2 separate regions of the Bicyclus anynana genome follow, and region 2 is linked to region 1. The links are chromatin contacts, called in public Hi-C maps. All regions are on one chromosome and are shown on one strand. Each heading gives the region's core, a stretch centred on a gene start, on an enhancer-like site or on the middle of the called end of the contact. The rest is flanking DNA. Distances are from core to core; before and after follow the strand shown.

The links. Hi-C and Micro-C count contacts between places; a contact is called where the count stands out from the background.
Region 2: a contact with region 1 is called in a Hi-C map of whole larva, with 5 times the contacts expected there. The contact joins two enhancer-like sites. A contact is called at or near these places in 2 of 2 Hi-C or Micro-C datasets (whole body and whole larva).

What each region holds. Positions count from the first base shown.
Region 1 is chr27:2,804,715-2,809,624 of ilBicAnyn1.1, reverse strand. All of the region lies in intron 2 of LOC112048118 (segmentation protein cap'n'collar), which reads left to right. Among protein-coding and RNA genes, the nearest start is that of LOC112048118, 58 kb to the left of the region's middle. Within about 2 kb of position 2,289, at least 8 of the 8 cell types and tissues checked have open chromatin away from gene starts, as enhancers often do.
Region 2 is chr27:2,839,481-2,844,542 of ilBicAnyn1.1, reverse strand. The region is part of intron 2 of LOC112048118 (segmentation protein cap'n'collar); the gene reads left to right. Among protein-coding and RNA genes, the nearest start is that of LOC112048118, 23 kb to the left of the region's middle. Within about 2 kb of position 3,427, at least 2 of the 8 cell types and tissues checked have open chromatin away from gene starts, as enhancers often do.

The DNA.
Region 1 (4,910 bases), core at 1,040-3,539:
TTTTTAATAAATGAACTATAAACATAAACGACCAAGTATCAAAGATATTTGTAATTTTGTTTGTTTGTAGTTTTGTTTGAACGCCCATACAAATCTAACGATCATTATGACCTACGACGTCATTAATTCGTTCAGTTTTGTATGGGCCGTTTTTCAGGGATCCGCAAATGTGACCCTTTAAATCCCTGTAGCTCCGAAAGTAATGATCGCAGATACCCTGTTACTTTTACAAAATTGCTTTACTATTAGCATACTCTTAATTTATACCCTCATTTTTAATTTGTTTGTTGGTAAACAGTACTCATCAAGAAAAACTGTTTGTAGTATATATATATGGTGTGTGTATTGTGTAACAAAAATGAAGAACACGTGCGAAGGGACAGTTCGTTATCGTGATACATACATACATAACACCCTATGTATCCATGATACATACATATTATGTATTAATATACAATGTATGGGTGGTGCGATATTGTATTACGCATTTAGATCCACGCGCCACTTTCGTTTTCACATCGCCACGTGTTTGATGTAAACAACTTGTATTGAACTAGTAGTCTAATCTAAATAGTCATTAATAGCCGATGGACGTCCACTGCTGGACAAAGTCCTCTTGCATGGACCCCCAAACATCACGATACTGAGCCGCCTGCATCCAATCCGGGGTCGCCAATCCAGCACTTGATAATGCATACCCTAGTTAAAAATGCTGTGCACGTCACAGCTAAATTGTCAAAACTTCCACTTACCAGTTTTTCTCGGAATCTATAACCCCTCATTCGCACGAGAGTTTTTTTAACGGTCGTTAAAAATGCGTTATGCTGCCGTGTGAACATTACTTGGGAATAGGGTCGCCAGGTCGCCAGAGCTAAGCCGGACAGTCCAGCCAGTTTGGCCTGACATTTGGGTAAAAAGGCCGGACACACATATTATTGAGAATTTTGTGTATCGGTATTTTAAGAAATCGACGACAATGGTTGGCCGATATACTCGTAGAGGAGTGGATTAGGCTAGGGAATCTTCAGCTAAAAGAAGCGGCTAAAAATAGGAAGGCTTTTCACTATATTGACCACCAAACTTCGGTTTGAGGGTAGCACATGGTGATCATGATGACTATTCTCAATAGAAAGAAAGTAGTAAAAAAAAAAAACATACATACAGCCGAAGGTAGAACCTCCTCCTTCCAAAAAGTAGGAGGTTCTACGTTCAGCTGTATGTATTTTTTTTAATAACCTACCTACCTACCTACGACAAAAGAATTATGTGTAAAATCATTTTTTTTTTAATTTTTACTGTTAAAGTTCACACACACGCTCATTTGCTAAATGTAAAGGTAGTCTAAAAAAACGGACAAGCCGGACACCGTTTATTTTGACCGGACACGGAATAGAAAAGCCTAACTATGTCCGGCTTTATCCGGACACCTGGTAACACTACCAAACTAAAAAACTCTCGTGCGAATTAGGGCTTCAGTTACATTTTACAACCCATAATCGATATTGCGGTGCGGTTTATACTTGCAAAGCAGGAACTCGCGGTTTCATAGTTTTTATAACCATGTTTAGTTTTGTATATCGATATCAGCAATTTTATCAAACTTGTCCAACTTGTCAATTGATAATGAATCGTATGTCCAATAGAATAGAGTTGTAAATAGTTTAATGTTATGTTACACACATAATTATTATGTTTACGAGTGATCCACGGGGTAGTAATCATTATTTTAGTATTTTCGAAGTTGATACGTCATCCTTGAGTCGCATTGACCGAGGTTGACCTTGGTTTATCGGGTTTTCCTTGGCGATCATATGTTCTAGAAGGTTAGATTTTACAACGCCATCTGGTGTGGACAAGTGCCAAATGGGTGTTTCAATTTATTTTAATAATTGCGTAATGTAAAAGTTTAATTATTAACTTGTATGTTATTAATTATTTATTGCAATTTTTAAGCTATTTTTATTGCTAAGATATTTCGACTTATGTAGGAAGTAACGTTAAACACAAAATAAATGAACAGTCAGCGCCATCTATCGTCGAGTAGGAGACTACTGATTTTATTTTTTATTTATGCTGGTGGCATTTAAAAGCCAATTTATGTCATGTAATAAATTATTATCATAATAATTATGGAAACATCAGATAATATTTTAAAAGATAATAGAAAAATGTGAAATTTTGAATTGCACTTAACACCCTCTACCGGCGTGTAGGCTAAAGAGCAGTGGTTTGGTTTAGTTAGTAGTACGAAGAGATTTTGTTAGATGGCGCTGTTGTAAGCGAACGCCAACTGTTTAGAAACGCGTCGTTTTCTCAATGCACGTGGAGATGGCGCTAGCAGGTTCTAGTTAAAAGAAAAACATACATACTTAATTAATACATAAGTTTTCCTTAATGAGAGCATATTTAATATATGTATCATAATTTATATTTATCGGTACAACTAGATATTTATGGATCTATAGCATATGCAATCTCTGCCTATTACAATTTTACACCTATTGACAGGTTTTTCTATGTTTATTTTTTGTGCAAAATATTTAGGTATATAGTGACCAAGTAACATATAGATTTAAAACTTGTTTGATTTGAAGAAATTAATCTTTACCATATCCCGCAGTGACACAAACCTACATCTCTATCGGTTACACAATCTAAATTAAACTTTATTGTAATAGTAATAAATTTCAAATTCTTGTAAAAGAATGACAGGTTTACAATTATTTATGAGTTTCGTATTCGATTTTTTTTTTAAATAGATTTATACGATTTTGTACTTTTAATTATGAGTGTTTAAAGCTATTATCAATTGACGCTACGTTATGATGGAATGCAGGAGCGTTTCCTATTATTTTTCTTCTACCTATCAAAGAATTTTTATCCTTATCTGTAATAGAATAAGATTGAAAATTGTTTGTACATAAGAAGAAATAGTATGAATTATTGTTTAATTTTATTCGTAATAATCACTCACAGAATATTAAACTTAATACTTAAAGCGATAAGATTGAAAATTGATTGTATGAAAACGCTGGTTAGTTTAGGTAATTAATTTCATATTATGGATACGCGCACCAATTAAAAATGGCGGCTTGAATATTTCTTATATTAGGTATTTATTAGAGACTAGCGGACGCCCGCGACTTCGTCTGCGTAAATTTCGATGTCAACTTTACTACTACCCCTACCGTACCCTACCCCTACCCTACCACTACCCCAACCCTACCCTACCCCTACATCTACCCTACCCCTACCCTACCCTACCCCTACCCCCACCCTGTAACTTCTCTATCTTACTCCTACCCTTAGCAAAATCGGTCCAGCCCTTCGAGAGTGGTGTGATGACCAAGGGAAATAGAGACTTCTATGCTAATAATGTATAAAGTAAAGTTCGTTTGGTTGTAAGAGATAATCTCTGGATCTACTGGACCGATTTAGAAAATTGTTTTACCAATAGAAAGCTACGTTATTTGCGAGTGTCATAGGCTATGTTTGTTCCCCATATTCACACGGGAACGGGAACTACGTAAATGAAAGCGCCGGGCGTCATATAGCGGAATTTCTGCGTCTTTTAGAAATTTTGTATTATCTCCGAAACTATTTAAGTAATTAACATACTGTAAAGAGCAAATCTTATCTCCATAATATCCTTGTGATTATTAAATAATTTATTTTAATAAGGATTAAAGTTTAGTTGTATAAATAATGACGTAAACCTAAGTATATAAAATTAAATTTTTAAAACACTAAAGGTACTATATCTGCTAATATATAGAAGATAGATATATGGTGTCGCGGACTTTTTTGTAGAACTTTGAAAGATACATAAAGTCTCCATACATTAATTTCAATTTTACACAATAGTTAAGGCAGCGCATGCGAATAAGTCTATTTAAGAGGATTTTCAGTCCGACCTGTATGACAAAAACTGTGATAACTCGGTTAATATATATGATACCAATATAAAATATAGCCTATAGCACTCCCCGATAATGTAGCATTCTACTGGTGAAAGAATTTTTAAAATCGGACCAGTAGTTCCGAAGATTACCCCATTTAAAAAATGTGACAAACTTACAAACTTACAAACTTTACCTCTTTATAATATTAGTATAGATGGGCCGAGTACTCGGTTGACACTCGGTACTCGGCGTACTCGGCGGATTTTTTGATACTCGTACTCGGCCGAATGACTCGGTCGGTGAATGCCGAGTATATTTTGTTTAAGAAAAGCATTATTTAGGTAGGTTAATCAAAAAGTATTTATTAGTAATTTAGGAAATCTTTGAAAATCTCGATTAAATTTAAATAAAATTAAAATTATGTAAAGATTTAAAAGAGCAACTGTTGAGTTTCTCGCCCTCTCTTCTTAACAGGAGACTGCGCCCTCCGAGCTGGGTGGTAGAGTCACTGCAAATAGTCAAACGTTTCAAAAGTGCTTGTAAACTAAGTCTACTTGATATAAACAATTTTTAATTGAATTGAATTGAATTAATACTTGTCTACGCGCGCGAAATAGAAATTTGACTGAACCGAGTTACTCGGCCGAGTACTCGGTTGAAAAAAAATTTAACCGAGTAAAACTCGGTACTCGTTACTCGGCAAAAGTGTTACTCGGCGCATCTCTAGTATGTATGTACTTGTATCATGTTATTTATGGTTAATTGAAGCGTTATGGTTAGTATGAGAATAGTTTTATACTGTTTTCCTCGTAATTTTCACGCTTTTTCTTTCGATAAGAATTATGAGCTTTTCTAGTAGCATAACAAAAATATGAAACAGAACTAAAAAAATGAGCTACATTGGTCGAGCCATTTTGGCGATTTGCTGTTAGCTTTATAATAATAATAATAATAAAGCCTTTTATTTTCTCTTCTTCACAATATTTTACAATTCATTTAACTTAAAGT
Region 2 (5,062 bases), core at 2,178-4,677, 34 kb before region 1:
TTACACGGATTGTCAGTGTTTTGAGTGTTTAAAAGTGTGTGGATTATAATTCCTTCACGTGAACACTTAACAGTAACCACTGTTTTTCCATTGGTTTTTACCTCTTTATTGGATATCTTTCGTTAACTGAAGGTAACGGAGCGTAAATACGGCAGTCTCACACAAAAATGTTAAACTTAACTCCTCAACTATTAACTTTAAGGTTATTCGGCAAACATTAGACTGAATATATTTCGATCTTTGCCTGTTTGAATATGTAGGTATTAAAAAAAAAGGAACAAAGGTTGTTTTCATGTGTTGCGGAAAATAAGACGAGCTGATTTTGCGTGACTTTGTTTAGTTTCAAGTTGTATTTTTAATCTTATCTTTTCTTATCAGAATCTTGTTTAAATAGTCATATAGGGCATAGCAGACGATTTTTAATGTGTATGTGTATTATTTATAAAAGGTTTGAAATATATAATTAGTAAAATAGAATGGTATTGAAAGCAAATCCAATAATAAAAGATTAACCTACCAATACCTACTTAACATTCTAGTAGGAGTTGTCACCTATAAAAAGTTGTTCTGTCTGAGTAGATGTAAACTTTTTTTTTTCTATTTATCCACAAGGGGCAGGCAAAGATCTTCAACCAGACATCCTGATTAGCTAAGGGTCATAGTTTTTTTTTAAATTAGTCAATAAGGGACCATACAGCCATGAATATTTTTTTACTGATGCCAAAAAACAAGGATATTTTTATAACAAATCTGCTCTTCTGATTGGAAATACTTTTTGAGATTAGATAAGTGTATTCAGAAATTGAAAACTTATGGTGTGGATTATACAAAATTCGCTTTGCCAAATAATTAAAATCAATCACTCACATATTCCATTTTTAGATATAAAATTGAAATAAATATACATATTAAACTAAACCATACTAAACCATTCCATATTTTTTTAATTTTTTTATGTACAAGTTAGCCCTTCTGCAATCTCACCTGATGGTAAGTGATGATACAATGTAAGATGGAAGCAGACTAATTTGACAGCCCAGCCCGGGATTCAACCCAGAACCTCCTTCTTGTATATACACCGCACATACCACTGCACCATGAAGGCCGTCATTCCATTTACTACTATTTAATAATGAAAAGCTACATTATATTGGTACAAGAATTCTTTTGGAGCCTATTCGTAAAACAAAACAAACCAAATAAAATCTCTTTTTAATATAATATTATCTTTTATTTGTGATAGTAACTTTGTTACAGTTTCACAACTTAACTAATAAAACATTTTTTTTTTCACCAATGGAAAGCTACATTATTACCGAGTAACATAGACCACATTTTATCCACTTATGCCCACAACAATGGGAACTATGTGAAAAGCTAGAGTAATTAAAAAATAAGTATCAAATCTCAATATTAAATTTTGATTTGATAATGTTTTTCATATACCTTACTGGTTTTTGTAATGAGCCCTTTGCATAGTCATGCTAAGTAGTAAAATAGACAATGTTGCTGCTTTTATCTTAGAATTACATTCATAATGGAACTAGAAGTAATAAAAAAAAATTTAGAACACTCGAAAGACCTAGAATCCACAGCTGTAAAGCCGCTTAAAAACAAACACTATTTAAAATGAGCATTTCCTCATTCTATCATTATTTATCTTTTTTTTTTAAATGCTTACTAAAGAGCCTCGTTTCCCTCCTTTTTGTTTAGAAGATTCTTCTACTTCCTTCTGGGCAGTTTCTGGACTTGGCCATGTGATTGGGCATTGTGTAGTCCTAAGTCGTAGGTCCTTCGGTGTAGGTCCCCATTGGATTCTAGGTTAAAGGATATGGAGACCTACCAATTCCAATTCCAATGTTTCTTGAACAACTTTATCTGATGTTATCAATTATAACAATGGCGATGATGACTAGGTTCAAATATATTGATTTTTATGATACATTCGGGTAAATATGGTCAGTGTTAACTAATTTATACATAAAATGCAAAGATTGTCTGGATATTTGCAAAAAAATGAGATTGCCCCATACAAAATGGCACAAACTAATGACTTCGTAGGTAATGTAATGATCGTTAGATTTGTATTTGCGTTCAAACAAAATTACTAATATCTTTGTTATTTGTACTTTTATGTTTATATTTCACATATTAAAAAATGTCACATTTAATGTAAGGAAGCTAAAACTGTATGAATTTTCATCTAATTACGATAAAAGATTTTTTATAGATTTTGAAATTTTATAATCTCATTTATTGTGCAAATATCCAGACAATCTTTGCTTTTTATGTATAAATTAGTTAACATTGACCCTATTTACCCGAATGTATCATAAAAATGGATATATTCAAACCTAGTCATCATCTCCATTATTATTAGGTGTGAAATGACTACACAGGACATATCCCAATTTTGTATGGAGGTTGGGCCTTTATTCTGAGCGTCAACTAAGCAGAACAAGTTATTTTTATATTAAAAGAACATAAACCCACATTTCGTTTTAAATTAATTAAATAAAATGTATTTTTTTTATTAGCTGACAACAATATTTAGGAATTTTTATCATGGCAACATGTTTGAAACTCTGACAGATTGTCAGTGATCTTCGCGTAGTAGCATTTGTTTATGGCGTTTTTAAACGTTTTTTTTTGACGGCCTCCGTGGCGCAGTGGTACGCGCGGTGGATTTACAAAACGGAGGTCCTGGGTTGGATCCCCGGCTGGGCCGATTGAGATTTTCTTAATTGGTCCAGGTCTGGCTGGTGGGAGGCTTCGGCCGTGGCTATTTACCATCCTACCGACAAAGACGTACCGCCAATTCGTTCCGGTACGATGTCGTGTAGAAACCGAAAAGGTGTGTGGATTTTCATCCTCCTCCTAACAAGTTAGCCCGCTTCCATCTTAGACTGCATCATCACTTATCATAAGATTGTAGTCAAGGGCTAACTTGTTAATAATAAAAAAAAGCAATGGATTTTTTTTTGTTTAATGCTTCTCTGTCTACGATTTAATGTTTTTTTTTGGGAGACTGGGAGGAGACTCGAGCTGAACAGTGAACAGCCATTTCATCCATACCGCATTCATTCTACTTTTCACGTCTCGGTCCACATTGCCATCGATTTGAAAAAGCGATCCGAGGTACCGAAAATCGGAGCAAGCTGGTAGGGTTTTAGGCAATTTTGAAAGATTGAGATGTGCCGCCAAAGTCCAAGAATAAATATTCAGTTTTCGTTTGACTGATTCGTAGGCCAACACTTTCCAATTTCTCCTGCCATTTTCCCATTCCCATTTTCTGCTCTGTACCTCAGATGAACAGTGAGCCGAATATGGGTTGATAATGATAATAATCGACGTATAGCATTTTCACGGGCGCGAAAACTCATGTATTTTTGGCAATGCTCTCTGAGCGCGTCCGCGCAAGGTCGTTGACCCGCGCGACCGTTCGTTCGACAAGGACGCTGGGTATTAAAAATATTATTTACGTTTTACCTTTTGTTTGAAACTTTTCGTACGTTTCCGAACTTGTGTTTTTTTTTTTTGGTTACTCTGTTCTTTATTTAAATTAAACGGATGTTTTAATTTTTATTTACTCTACTAGTTGACGCCGCGCGGTTTCACCCGCGTTGTTTCCGTTCCCGTATGAATATGGAGATAAAATATAGCCTTCCTCGATAAATGGGCTATCTAACACTGAAAGAATTTTTCAAATCGGACCAGTAGTTCCTGAGATTAGCGCGTTCAAACAAACAAACGCTTTTGCTTTATAATATTAGTATAGATAATGGCGCTACAGACAGTCAGTTTTGATTGCGCACTACCACTTACAGTTTTATTTAATCGCGATTTTAATTGAAATCATTTAATTTAAAAGATACATTACTCTAAAAATCGGAAAATAACATCGGTTTAAAGGCGGCGCTATGCCAAATGTGCTTTTTCTTTATTGGCACCGCCGTCAAACTGATCAATAGAAAGGAAAGGATAGGTACGATTTTATTTATCGCGTTTTTAGAGTAATCCATCTTTGAAGTCGGTTCAATTTGTTTGTTAAAAATATTGTATTAACTTGTATAATAACTAGATCTAGCGCCTGCAATAATAAGTAGGTATCCAAAAATAAAATTTCACAAAATAACGTAAAACTGAAATTTTATAAAACCCCCGAATGTCATGAAATTATTAATTACACTCCCAATCAAGTCATCAGTTCTCTTTCAGTGCGCTTTCATTTGAGACCCCACTCGAGTATATTTTAAACATTCGGCTTTTCTTCCCCACTTTCACCCCCCACAACTTTTAAACGGCTCAACCGATTTTCATCAAACATGTCTAAAAACACTCGCACATAAGTCACCTTACATACAAAAACAACTAAATTGAAATCGCTTCATCCGTTCAGGAGTTATGGTGACACAGACAAACTAACACCCCTCTTTTTGCGTCGGGGGTTAATGAGGAATGTCTGACCACCACAGGCCTCGCTCCATAATATCTGTGGTCGTGGGCGTCACTATAATTGGTTATGATAGCTGCTAACGAATACGACATCACCTGAATCACCGGGTTGTTGGCATCACAAACCTTTGTTATATATTGAAACTAGGATGCCTCGCGGTTTTACTCGCGTAGTTCCTTTTACCATTGGAATACGGGGATAAAATGTAGCCTATAACATTCGCAGATAACGTGGCTTTCAAGTGGGAAAAGAATTTTCAAAATCGGTTTAGTAGATCCAGAGATTACAAACTTTACTCTTTATAATAGAGTAGCTGACGCCGCGCGGTTTCACCCGCGTAGTTCCCGTTCCCGTAAGAATACAGGGATAATATATAGGCTTCCTCGATAAATGGGCTATCTAACACTGAAAGAATTTTTCAAATCGGACCAGTAGTTCCTGAGATGAGCGCGTTCAATCAAACAAACATGACATGATGATGATGATGATGATGAAAGACCCCACCCCACTGTAGCGCTTACGTAATACTTAAACGATCCCTCTGCTTCAAAGCGGCTTTGCCCTAGTGGACAGTTAAAATACCCTGATAACAAAATTAATGCAACT